Regions from separate parts of the Columba livia genome. Here region 2 is linked to region 1. Evidence: chromatin contacts called from public Hi-C data. All regions are on one chromosome and are shown on one strand. The core of a region is the stretch at or near the end of the contact, and the rest is flanking DNA. Distances in the headings are between cores, read along the strand shown.

Region 1 (6,754 bases), core at 1,149-3,648:
TTAACACTGTAACCAGGGGACAGGTCCTCCTGGTGCCCGCCTTGTGAGGACACAAGCCCACACCCCCCCAGTCGCATTTAAAGTGTTGGCATTAGCTACGTGTATTTTAGCTAGAGCAGCTACATGGTAAAATTTATGGTATACAAATGGCTAGAGCATCATGATGTTGAGGGAAAAGCAGTACAGTTTCTGTCTACTGGGGATGTCCATGGAGAGTTGAAACTGGTGTGCACAGCCCTGCCCTGGAGACCAGTGCAGACTCTGGATGGTTTGACCACCTGATACTGAAAACAGAGGAAGTCTGACAAGTGATTTCCAGTTTACTTCGCACCAGTTTACTGTCACTGAGTAGACGGCAGCTGAGAATTTTTTTGCAAGATATGGATTGTAATCCATGAGCAAGACACAGGAAACTCATTGCCAACACTGTGAACTGCTTGTCTTCTAGCAGAGGCTTGTAACACTCCAGACTTAAAACTCCACCATCTTAAGAAGCCAAACAAAGTCATGCCACCTTCACAGCATATTAACAATCAATACTAAAATGATGTAACTGATACACCTCTTGTGGGAGCAATACACATTTAAATTAAATTGTATGACGTGGCTACATGGTGATTACAGTTGTCTGTGTAAGAAAATCAAATAACTTTCACTAGATGAGGTCCCATGTTTTGATGCCGTGCAGGTGCATGAGTTATATGAGCAAACAAGTAGAAACTGGGGCCTATATTACATTGTTTGTCAAGCTTACTAAAAATCCAGAGCACACCCACCCTGCTGGCTTTTCTGACTTGAGACAGAAAATAAATTCTTAATAACATTTTGTTTACAAGGCCATTGAGTAGCAACTGATACAGATAATTTGGCCACCGAGGCTGTTATTTTCCTAAATTCTGTCTCCAGCTCAGACAGTTGCACACCCCTCTGCACTTCAAGAGGAATGCACATACCTAATTGTGTATGCTTTCCACCCAATATTGTGTTATTGGGCACAACTGCCATTTAGGGGTGTTGACAAGGAAACTGAAGCCTGAAGCCAGCTTTCAGTTTCAGTCTCACAGCAGACATGCTGCTCAAAGCATCTCAGACTTTTCAGCATAGGTCTGTAGCTTATCTGCTGGGAAATAAGTGACACTCTCCAGATTTGGTGGGGTTTCTGTTCTTCAAAGTTGCTGAATAAAAACACTTTTTTCTAAACAGAGTCTTTATGTTAATCTGATGTCCCAACTGCTGCTGCCAAAGCTCAGTTACAAATCTGAGAAAGCATGCCATGAAACATCTTCAGTACCAATAGCATGTTACAAACTGTGGTTTTAAACTCACTTCATAATCAAAAGTTGGTACTTGAGAAAATCTGCAGAGCTGTATATGATTCCAGGAAATATGTCTGCTTTGACTACATTTAATTACTCAAAGACTGGCAGCAATATTTAAGTTACACGTAAGATTACCAAAAAAGCCCTGCATTCCCACCTCATTCTAAGAAAAGCAGCTGTTTATTTTTCCTAATTGATTTGTGCCTACAGTTCCAGATCAAGCCTACTTCTTGGCTAAAACACAAAATAGAAAATCTGTACAGGATACCACACAACTAAGAATTTCTCTAGGCAGCTTCTGCTGAAAGACATATTCTGGAACAAAGTCAGGTTATTAAACAGATGTGAATTTTCACGTGCAGGTCATGCTTATTTACATATATACACAAACATCCCTCTATCTCAGTATGTACCCTCGTCCAAGTCTCTGTTTAGGACTGCTGAAAGCTTTCCGTTGAAACGAACGGTAACCTTAAAAAAAAAAATAAAAACAAAACACAACCTTTCGCTCAAATTTTCTGCTCTACGGAGAGCCTGAACTGACTCGTCCCGGCTTCGGACCGCTGGCGGGGAGAGACGAAGGCGATGCGAGTTGGGGAGAGCGAGAGGAGCCTGCCCGGAGTCCCAGAGCCGCCCCACCAGCCCGGTCACCCACCAGCGACAACGCGTAGTGGCATATGCCACGGGTGCCTGGCTGCGCTGCAAAAGCGGCGCGACCGACCAACGGGGTCGGCGCCCCACCGGTGCCCCCAGGACACCTTTGCCCAGGGCAATCTCCGCTCCGGGGGCAGTAGCGCCTTGCCCTCCCCGGGTGGCCGCCTGACCCGGGATGCCGCCACCCGACCGGGAATGCCGCCGCGCTGCTCCGCCGCACCAGCGCCCGGCTTCCCGGCGCCGCACCTGCGGGGCGGGGCGGGACGGGATGGGATGGGATGGGACGGGTCCCTGCCTACCTGTCCCGCTGGCACCCTTCCCGGACGCCGGGACGCCAAGAGCCGCCGGGTGCCGCCGCCGCTGCGCCGAGCGAGGGGCGGTGTGTGCCGGGGGGCCGGTGGGACGCAGCCCCTCCTCCGCCCGGCCCGGCCCGCCCCCGCCCCCCGCCCCGGCCTCCGGCCCTGCTGCCGGGGTGGGCATTGGAGTCTGATTAGCGGCGCGTAGCCACGACGGGCAGAGAGACAGACAAGGCACTTAACCACTTAGAGGTTTTTAGGACTGGTGTTTCCCTTGGGGAGGTCGCCGTCGGGAATATTGCCTTCCCCCTGTTTCCCCCATCTTCCCACCCCCCAAAATAGCCTCCCTCCAGTCACTTGCAGGCAAAGCGAAAGCTACAGAGGTAATTTTGTTCAGCCCCGTGAAGGATGGACATCCACCCAGTAGGTAACCGAGGAATATAATCGTCGAAACTCCTTAGGTCTCAGGAGCGCTGGTCCCCGGCTCCGTCAGGAGACCCAAACCCACAGGAAAACAGACGTCATGTACTCCCCTCCCGTAAAGCTTGATAAAGAAGAGCATCATTAGTTTTCCACTTCTATGTATTTTTGCATATTTAGTTGGAGATACTTGTTATTCCCAAAATATTTCAGGTAACTCAGACCTGTGAGCCTGTTTCGTGACTGAAGTTGCAGTATGAAGCACAGGAAGGAAAGTGTTTTGTGAAACTAAGCAACCACTACTCACTTGGGTCTTTAAACAAAAGAGAGGCCAAAAGAGACTGACAACTGTCATCCCATCCTTCCCCACTGCGTTTAACACAGACTTTGCACGATTTAAAAAAAAAAAAAAAAAAGTATGTTTTAAATATGAAAATAATGAAGACAGTAGCTAATCAACCAAAGGAGATTCTGCACCGTGAAATCTGCCTTGCGTAACTGTTAAGTAGTGCTTCGTTTATAGATGGAATTTTGCGCTTTGCGCTTCGCGTACTAGGCTGTTGTGCCGTTAAAGCATCTTTTTTTTTCTTCACAGAAAAGGGAGCAGGTTTTACTGCGGGCGGTAGTGCACGGTGGGGTGCGCAAGCAGCGCCCAGTTCGGGCGGGCGGGGGCTGCGCAGCGCGGACGCGCGGGGCAGCAGAGACACCTGCTGACGCTCAGGGCGGCGGGGCCGCGACACTCCGTGGAGTTCACAGTACGGCACTGCAACAGCTGTCTGCATACACGATCTGCCATTTAGCACGGGGCGGGGGGGAAGTGCGAGAACCCAAGTTTTCTTGTCACGTATATTATTGACCGCTGTATCTAACCCTGTTAGAACTAATGGCAGTTTTGCTCAGATCTTAAGCATGAATGGATAAAAAGCACTAAGAAATCGCAAATACAAAAAATAAAAACATAAATTAAACAACAACAACAAAAAAACCTGATCTGATTCAGGTTAACTATACTAGTCACAGACAGATTTTTTAAGACAATCCAGTATGAAATGGTAATTGTCTGCACAAGAGGTTAATCTAGCCAACTGAAGATCACCAGTATCGATTGTATGCTTGTTGCATAAATTTGGTTAACTTCCTTATCCTTCATGGGAGAATATATTTGTATGCCCCTTCTCAATGTGTGTGCCTTAGGACTTCTTAGTGTTTTAAAACACTACAGTTTTTCTAAAGCAGTAACTCTGTAATTTAGTTGCACATCACGGTTCCTCTGGTTTTGATGACAGAAAGATATATTCAGTCTCAGATCCCCAATTAACACAGCAGATTAAGTTATGCCAATTGTGTATTATTCCTTTTTGATATCTTTTACAACTTCAAGAACTTCCTCTGTTTCTTTTAATCATTTGTTCATCCATAAGGTGTGCATATAAATGTGAAATACTAAGAAAATATATTTTTGTATTTCATCCTCTTTTGCACCAAGAACCACATTCTTCTGTGAATTGTCTCATTTTCTTTAAGGGAAATTGTGGAAGAATAAGGAACTACATTACAAGAGTGTGGTCCTAAGTGCTCGTTTGAATATAACTTCCAATGTAGTACACTTGTCATGGAAATACACATAGGAGGTAGAAAATTAACAACCTTAGCAACAAATTATGCAAATAAAAGATGTTCTACCAATTAAATGGATGACCTTTAACAAGAAATTCCTTCTTTTTTTTTCTTTTTTTTTTCGGGGGTGGGTGGGTTGCATTTGTAGATGATCAGACACTATACTAAAAGTTAAGCATCAAGTTAAGCTTAACTGTGGTAAGACATCTGTGATGTCAGGATGAAGTGGCCTCTAAAGATGTTTGTCTGTTACTCCTGCCTAACCATGACTTAGATTAGATATCTTAACTTTTAGATCGCAATGAGTGCCATGAGATGAAAGCTACCTAAGTTGCCTACACAATTATTTCCCTACATAAGTAACACTTTACAATAAGTAGGAGCCTGTCTCACTCTCTGACTCCCTAAGAAAAACTAATTGTATTATGATGTCTTTTATCTGGTTTCTCTTTGAGCAAGGAAAGCTTTTAAATTATTGTGTGGAATATCTGAATTCTAGACACTGAGGAGAAATCACAGGAAGAGATTGTCTTCGACCGTATCAGCATCTCAAGGCCTTCAAGTACACCCACAAGAGGTTATGAACACACGTTAAGTGACATTGGGTAGAAGTAAAGCTTCAAAAGGAAGAGTGTAAGTCCAGAAGAGGAAAGGTATTAAACACTATCTACTGAGAAAAAGAGCTATATAAAATATGCATGTTTATTAAAAGCACAGACTGTTATGTACAGATATACTTATCCAATATTTTCCACTCCTATTTGCCACTTTTCCAGCCAAATTATTTGATCAGAAAATAACGATGACTCATTCAGGTGACACACAAAAGCACAACAGTATTTTAATACAAAAATTGCACTTACAGTCCAGACCATGTCTACAGTTTCACACCGTCAGGATTTCAGGTTGATATTATTCCTCAGAAAATAAGGAATGAAGGAGAGAAGTGGTGTAATTATCAGTTTCAGATGGTTTCATCATTCTCTTAACTTTGAAAGGACAGGAGCACAGAGTAATGCTGCTGCGTTCCCCAAGTGCCTCATGCATAGGCTGTTTTCCAGTGATAAGGGGAGTGCTGTTTGCTTTCAAACTATGCTTGCAGGGAAGAGGAAAGGTAGAAGGAAAAAAAACAAAAGAGAAAGAACACTGAAATCAGGCTGACTCTTCCTATTTGCGCTTTGGCCTTCAGAAGGCAGAGGTGGAATGAAGCAGTGATTGCAGGCTGACCCTGGGCTTCAGATTAAAAGGTGCTGGGGAGTAGAGACAGGGGAATGGAGAACAAAACTAAGAAAAGAAAGTAAGCAAGCGGGGAAAGAACACAAAGATAGTAAGAAGAAGAATCCAAAATAATAAACAGAATGGAGAAGGAAAAAAAATTAGCAAAATAATATGAAAGAGATCATGCAAGATTGTTTTTTTAACTGTCAGGTTCTTCAAAAACATCCATCCCGCATTTCAATACAGGCAATATTTTTAAGCATTCCTTATAATTTTATAACAAAAATATTTGAGGCCTAGTGCTAGGCATGGGCACTGGTGGTAATTCTGCTATTTTGTGTGATAATGATGTGATATCACAGGAAAACATGACAATTAAAAAATCACTGACTCTCCATTTCTTTTTATGTGGATTCATGGACATATGACAGGTTTTCAAATAAATCTGTAAGTGAAAAAAATTATGAAAACAAGTATGAGAATGGAATGATCTATGATTTGAAGACATAGGTAAACAAGAAAGACATTCAGTATTAGAATTTTTAAGTTTTCTGCTGAGTAAGAGTTACCTTTAAAACAATCTTTCTTCACTTTATAATAGTGACCTTGAATAACACCTAAGGACACTATTGGGTGGAAAAGAATACCTGGTCTGGCCAGCAGACAACTACTTAACATTCCCGGCACAATGAAATACGCACAGCAGACACAAACTGTGTAAGATCATCCAATTAAAATAAACTGAAATAATATTAACTTACACTGTGTATAAAAATTACCTTTACATTGCAACAATCCTCTTTAGAAAAATAATAGTGTTGCCATGCTTGGGTTATTTGAGGTAATGCAATAGGAAAATCCAGGATTGTTTATTCTACTGCCCATGAAAGGACAAACAGAAATAGCTTAAATATAGTTTTCCAAAATTACTCTTTAATCTTTTATAACACAATTTATCTAAAAACTCACAGCTTCTTGTAAACATTAATTCAGTAAGTGCTGAGATACTTACATTTCTTATATATGTTGGTAAACCAAGGCTCATGTTGGCTAACTGACAGATCTGAAAACGGGCCGTAGATGTTTTAAGTTGTTGTTCCCTGGTTGACAATACCAAAAGACACCTTTAAACTGCTCCAAATGTAAATTTTCCCCTGGAGCTCAGAATTAGTTAGTCTTATGCTCTGAAATCTCAGGATGAAATAAATTACCTTGTGTGCTTCTCAGTGA
Region 2 (6,754 bases), core at 2,342-4,841, 84 kb before region 1:
ATTCCTGACTTTGAATTAGTTCTGCTTTCTAAATAACACAAGAGTTGCACTGGTGGTTGTTATTCTTCATACAGGTCAATGCTTTACACTCATGGAAGGAGATTTGCTTATCTTTATCAAGGGTTTACTATATTCTAGTTCGTAATGACTTAGTTGACATTCTATTACTTGTCAGGGCACGCTAGACTTCGGTTTGAAATGTACATGTACTTTATATATTATACATATTTGGCTACACATTTTACATCCTCTACAATATGAACTTCTTCTAAAGCATTTCTGAAGACAAGTAAGTTAAAAAAATAGAATGGATAGCTTTATCTGTACATGTCTAGGGTCATCTTAGACCTTGACTTCTTAAATGTTTCTAACTTGGAAGACAAACAGACATTAATTCACTGAGAAAAACATACGAATGTTTTCCAGTCATCCTTTCATTTAAGTACTCACCATACTCATTACATGGTACAGACAGCTACACATCACCTAACTTTAAGAGAACCTGAGACAAGAAATACAGAGTTGTCCACTTCTTATGCTAAAGGCTGGGGTGGGAAAAAGGCTGTTGAATTAAATCTCCTTCTTTGTTGCTCTAATCCCATTTGGCATTTATTTCCTGATAGATTAGAATATTAGGTAATGCATCGAGAGAAATACCTGCTGCACAGCAGCAATTAGTACTGATGAAAACTAACTTGGAATCTTTTCAATATTTTAATTTCATTCAAAATTCAGTCTTTTAATTATACACTTGATACAAGTTATGTGGGCAGATCTCTCTAGAGAGATTAACTTTTCCAAGTGAAACAGCGCAAAAAGGTCTTCCTGCTTACTGAAAAGGCACTTTCTGACTGGGATCCAAATTGTTTGTATGACCTTTGTCTTCCCAGCCTTCAGGCCACGCATCAGAGGGGGGCTCTGAGAGCCACTGGACTGGAAGCCTCTTGTCCAGTTCACAGGCATAGTTCCAAAACACAGGCAACACTTTTACATGTAGCATTACACTTAGTCTGCCTTTGGATTAACTGATTAACTGCAAGGCCTTCAGAGATTAGATAGTGAGAATAATTACTGCAGCTAGTTAGAAATTATATGGGAATACTAATGCCACAATAATGTGGGATTTAATAGTGTCACAGGCAATCGCATTCTTCAGCCCGAAATCTTGCCATTCCTGGAGTGTTAGGACTTCATCTTCCTCTGGTTCTCCCTCTGCCTTCTAGTAATCATTACAAAATTCACATCCATCAACCACATTTGGAAATGCTTGCCTTGAGAATGGAATGCCCTGCTAAATTTGTTTATTTGAAAGTCATGTGCATGACAACATCACAGTACAGACAGTGAAGAAAAGTTTTACCATAACAAAAAATGCACTATTAATCAGAAACATTTGTTAATTTTAGATAACACTTGTTTCAGTATACTCATGCATTTTGACCCAATATACAATCAAGGAGTGTTTCACAGTACTTCATACTGCAATTAATAAAGCATTATGGTATTGTATAATATGTATTCCAAGTAGAGGAGGGAGAAAGAGAAATTTTGAAGTATTTATTTTGTCCTTACTTCTCTGACAAGTAGTGCCTCTGTATCCTGGTGCACACTCACAGATTCCATCATCTGGAGAGCAGGATGCTCCATTCTTACAGTAACAAGACAATGAGCAATTTGGACCCCACTGTCCCTCTGCACACACACTGTCACAGTGAATACCTGCAACCATAAATGAACAAAACTGTCAGCCTTTGTAAAAACCTCTTATGCATAGTTAGTTTGAACTTCTGGTTCTCAGAGGTCTCATTTTTAAAATGCAGATCATAAAACCTGTTTTGAAAGTAGCACTAACATTAGGAAAACAGAACAAGGTAAACATGCATCTCTGCTCCTGCCTTCCCCTAGAACAGTAAATTTCTTTCATATTCTAGTTTTGATGAGCTGTAAATAAGGGCTGATTCTGCATTTCTGCAGATTCACATGGAACATAAGTGCTCCATGGGATGATGCCTTCAGGTTTCCTGCTCACTAATACTTTAAGATCTACGAAGATAAACATCAACCCTTCTTCAATATAAAGAGTTCCATAATTTTCCAACACCTTTATACACATAAAAATTTAAAAAGCTTTTTAATTCCTCTCACTTTCACCACTGGTATCAATAAGGAGATATTAAAGAGGAAAGCAATTCAAATGCAGCAAAATGATGGCTTTTGCTTCCTCCATAATGGCTGTTTCAAACCAGCAAAAGTTTATTTTCAAATTTTATGTTAGGGAAATGCAAGACAAAAGGTATTGCAGAAACTTTTCCTTCTGAAAGTAAAAATTCTTAAGGTCTGACATAATTTTCTGTAATAATGGGGTGCAGGACACAGAATGATTTCTAATTAGTGGTGAGCTGATTACTGGTAAGCCTCTACCAAATGGAAAAATGTAGTGCACACAAAGGGTTTCCAAACACACCATGTGAACATTCCAAAATGCTTAGCTGCAACAGTGTTAAGGATGCTGGTCAGTCAGTGCTTTGTCTAACCATTTTTGTCACAAAATTTATTACAAAACAGCCACAACCTGAACCCCTATACTTAAACCATAATAGAAATCACTAATTATAATAATCAAGTCATGGGATAGTTTTTCTCTTTGCAATGCAGCAACATTCAGTATAACTTTCCTGTTTGTTTTTTCTACTATCTGCTTTTAAAAAGCACGCTGCATGTTAAATGCCAGCAGGCACCACTGTGGAACTCAGACCATATTGTGTCTACAGTACTTTGCATTAACAATTAAGTATTATTGTAGTGCCTCTACTGAATGAAGCTCTTCGCTAAGGGAAAAGTGGACTGAATGCAGCCACAAGCATGTCTTGCTTTGTAAGTATTTCCAGCAAAATATGCCACAGGCTCACTGGCTGCCAAAGTCCTAAAAAAGTAGAACAGTTTCACATGTGACAAGAAAAAAATCTTTGAATTTTGAAGAGCAAAACCTACTGTTCAGAACATTACTAAAAAATAATTACACTGTTCACTGACAGACCAGATGCAGAGGTGATTCTTCAACACCTACAGCATGTACCTTGTAAAGCTGCCTATATCCAAAAACTAACTCTCTATTTAGAGGAAAGGTGAAACTCCAGACTCTCAAATTGTTTGTTTCTCTGCAAGACAATCAACAGATTGAATAATCAAATACGTGGTTCAACAGATTGCACAAGCTAACACCAGCAAGAGAAAAAACACTTGCTTTTTAGAATCAGATGCTAACCAGCAGCAAGACAGTACCCAGGCCACCTAAAAGCCCTAAATGTACAATGATCATTGGTTAATACTGATCTAAACCAAACTTGTCGTCAGAAAATTAAAGACTTCTTGTATGATTACTTTTTCATCTTTTCCTGCATAGGCAATATCATTCTCCTATCTTCATCTACATTTGAGAGACAGTGTAGACTTGCTTCTCAGTAGCTGGGGTCACCTTTTTCACTTACTTTCTATTTGTAGATAAATAGATAAAAGAGACTGGTTTGATTCTGAGAGATGCACATAAGCAGGATGAGATCATGGCTTTTTTTTTTAGAAACAAGACCACTTATTTCAGATGCATAAGATTGCTCTGCTTTACATTCTCAAATTTGAGAATTCAAGTTTTTAAATCTGTGAAAGCACAAGCAGACACACACAGAGGATTTCAGGATTGAGTTTGGCATTCTGTTTGCCTGACTGTTATCTGTGATATCACACAGAGCTTCACTCAGTGAACTCTGCTAGAGAAAAGACATTTTTCACGGAATTTTGATGGGTTTCCGTGGTGTTCAGTGTACAACAGTCACTATTAACAAGTCAGCCGTTGCCAAGAGTTACCATAGTGCATTATCTGAGATTATGTAGACCAGTGACATGCAACAACACTAGGCTCAATTATATCGTCTTGATCTGTGCACAGAGGATGCTTTATGACAGCATGGTGTCAAAGGGTGATACTGGGCACACTGGGATAGAAAAGACAAAGGGCCCTATGCTACACAGAGCCACGATACTTGAGAGAGCCCACAACTACCATTAAGAAATGAAAAAGGAAAGAGTTCCTCCAGTACATATCAGAGAAAATTATCCATTGGGGAAACTGAAAAAATTACCTTTCGTTTCCCACTTTCAGGCCTTATGAGGAGGTGGTCAGGTAAAGCATTATATCCCCCTATTTAACAAAGAGTGTATCCCAAATATCACTGAGTAATAATTATGGCAGTATAAAATACTGAAAGAGTGCCTAATATGACTCCTGTTGCACTATAAAAGGAATTTTATTATATTCACTATTGATCATAAGCAAAATTAATTTCACTCCCGTGTGTGAATGTCAAGAATGAACGTAGCAAAGGATAAACACTAATTCATTTAGTGATTTATTGTGTCTTTACTTAAAAAAATAGTTTTAAATTTCATTCACCCACTGTTTAGATAAGTTCACAAGGTGCTTAAAATAAGTAACTGAGTTTCACATCTTTACCTGTAAGAATCAAATATGTCTATTTTTGAGAAAGAATATGTTAGAAATATTTAATGTATTAAAAAAAAGAGAACTAGTTTTCCAGACTCTGATCCTTTATATGAACTTTCAGCAAAGAAAGCCATGCTTTTACAGAAAAGCTAGAAATCAGTGAGGAAAAAAACATTTTTTTACTAGAACTTACAAAGCAAGATTAGACTCAGCTTTTACAACAATGGTATCAACAGTGTTCTTCTTACGATTGCTCCAATTAATCTCTTATGCAATAAAATTGCTTTTGATAAGTTTTCATGTTGATTTTGATACTGATAAGGATATCTGCAAGGAAATGTTTTTGCCAGAGCTATGGACAAAGGGCTCTTTGATGGGCTTCACAAGTTGCTAGGCAATCACTGAATGGTCATGATAAACTTCAGCTAAGCTGCTCTGAAGAAATGCTCATGCATTTAATGCCCAGTGCTTTATGCTGGGGGCCTCACATCTAAATCAGCGTTCCCCCAGCATTTGTAATTGCATGAATGAAGTAAATAATTCTTTAGGGATACCAGTGTTTCTGCCCATCCTAGCAGAGTGTTTACATACTCCCTATGCTACATTTTTAAGCTGAGACTCAATGAATCATCCAAGTTTGATGAACGAAGAGCTAATTTGTTTCAGTACTCAAAGGGGAAAAAAATCTAACAATTATTTCTTACGATCTTCCTGGGCAAATTTATTATTGGACCAAGTACTATTTTGCAGATTTTTGTGTTTTCATTAGTCTGATAAAAAGTTATCTGAGCTTCAGAAATAATTTTCTACCTTTTTTTTTTTTTTTCCCCCACAAAACATGTATTTGCTATAAAATTTATTTTCACAACATGTGGGACTTCCCAGTATAGTGTCTCAGAATTAAAACCTATTTACCTATTTGTATACAGGTGTACTTCCCATATGTCAGAACTAAACTGAATATGCAACAGCCTAAACAAGAGAAGAATCGAGACCTCAAAACCTGGAGAAATCATGGTTTCGTTAAAGCTAATGAAATATTTCCATTATGGTCCAAGACCTCACCCTTCATTTTTGAGAGAAACAAACACTGGACAACTTCTGTTCAAGGAAGCTGAGACTTCTGATGGTGAGAATTGCTCCCCTCCATCACAGCCAAATAGTGGATGAGCAGCCCAAAGAAAGGGGAGAAACAGGACATGGCAGTGGTGAAAAATTTCAGAGGCACTATTTAGAAGGACCTTCTTTGTCTTTAAGGGAAGAGAAGCACCTTGCTCCCTACGTAAAGATAGCCAGAAGACTAAATAAAAGTGTCTCAAATTAAGAAGCTAATGAAAGGATCAAAGATTTTTCTCTAGAAGTTCAAACTGCTGCTTCTTCACTGTAGCAGCAAAAGAGTTCGTGCCCATGAGTTTTGGTAGGAAGCCAGCTACAAAAGCTTGTCAACACAGGGCTGTGTGTTTGAAAGCAAACATATGGATCTGCAAATCTGAGTGGAAGAATCACTTTTGAGATATCCTTGGTAGTTTCCTGAAGACCATACTGTTGCTGCATGCTATCATCCTTTCCAGTGGAGCTCTTCATCTACCATGGTTTAGGCAATCACAAGAAAATACTACTTTTCCTTTTCTTACCTTCTTGATAGGAAGAAAATAAATGTGCTTAATCTATTGATTTAAAGTCATTCTTCTAAAAGAGCGGTATTGCTTCCACATAAATACACAGTTAAGTCCAGATGTAGGGTAGGCCGAGCCTCCTCCTACTGAAGAATTAATCTCACTAAATTTGGAAAGTAAATACACCATTTATCATGTACCCGCATATGATTTAATTTTGTGGCACACTTAATCACAACGGGACCTTGTGCTTCACGAGCCCAGGGGAAATCAGCCAAGGTGGAGGGAAACACATGTTCTTGCAAAACGTTCTTGGCTTGGGTGCACCAGGGCACCAGCAGCACACCGTTCCAGCACCAGATTGCTTCTCTGGGTCTTAAGGTGAGGGAGACCCATGACAGTACTCTTTTATGCCTTTTTTCTTCTATGTCAAAGGGGAAAAAAATGTGTACACATGAAAAGCTAAGAAGCAAGGGAGAATTCCAGTTTGTGTTTCCCAAGGGACCTGGTTATTTGCTTCAGTGAGGCAAGTATCAGATGACAGTCCTCCCTGTTATAATCCAGCAACAAATGTGCCTCTTACAAATAATATCAGGAGCACATGGAAAGACACAGCACTTCCTCACAGAAACAACACATC

Evidence for each region. Hi-C and Micro-C count contacts between places; a contact is called where the count stands out from the background.
Region 2: a contact with region 1 is called in a Hi-C map of liver, with 1.9 times the contacts expected there. The contact joins the enhancer-like site here to the promoter of MEGF10 in region 1. A contact is called at or near these places in 2 of 2 Hi-C or Micro-C datasets (crop and liver).

Annotation. Positions count from the first base shown.
Region 1 is chrZ:46,433,641-46,440,394 of bColLiv1.pat.W.v2, reverse strand. It overlaps MEGF10 (multiple EGF like domains 10), which reads right to left and starts at 2,398. Exons shown (of 25, transcript XM_065045696.1): 1 at 2,273-2,398.
Region 2 is chrZ:46,518,383-46,525,136 of bColLiv1.pat.W.v2, reverse strand. MEGF10 (multiple EGF like domains 10) reads right to left here. Exons shown (of 25, transcript XM_065045696.1): 14 at 1,573-1,719. Among named protein-coding and RNA genes, the nearest start is that of PRRC1, 29 kb to the left of the region's middle. Within about 2 kb of position 3,591, at least 1 of the 3 cell types and tissues checked has an H3K27ac peak away from gene starts, as active enhancers do.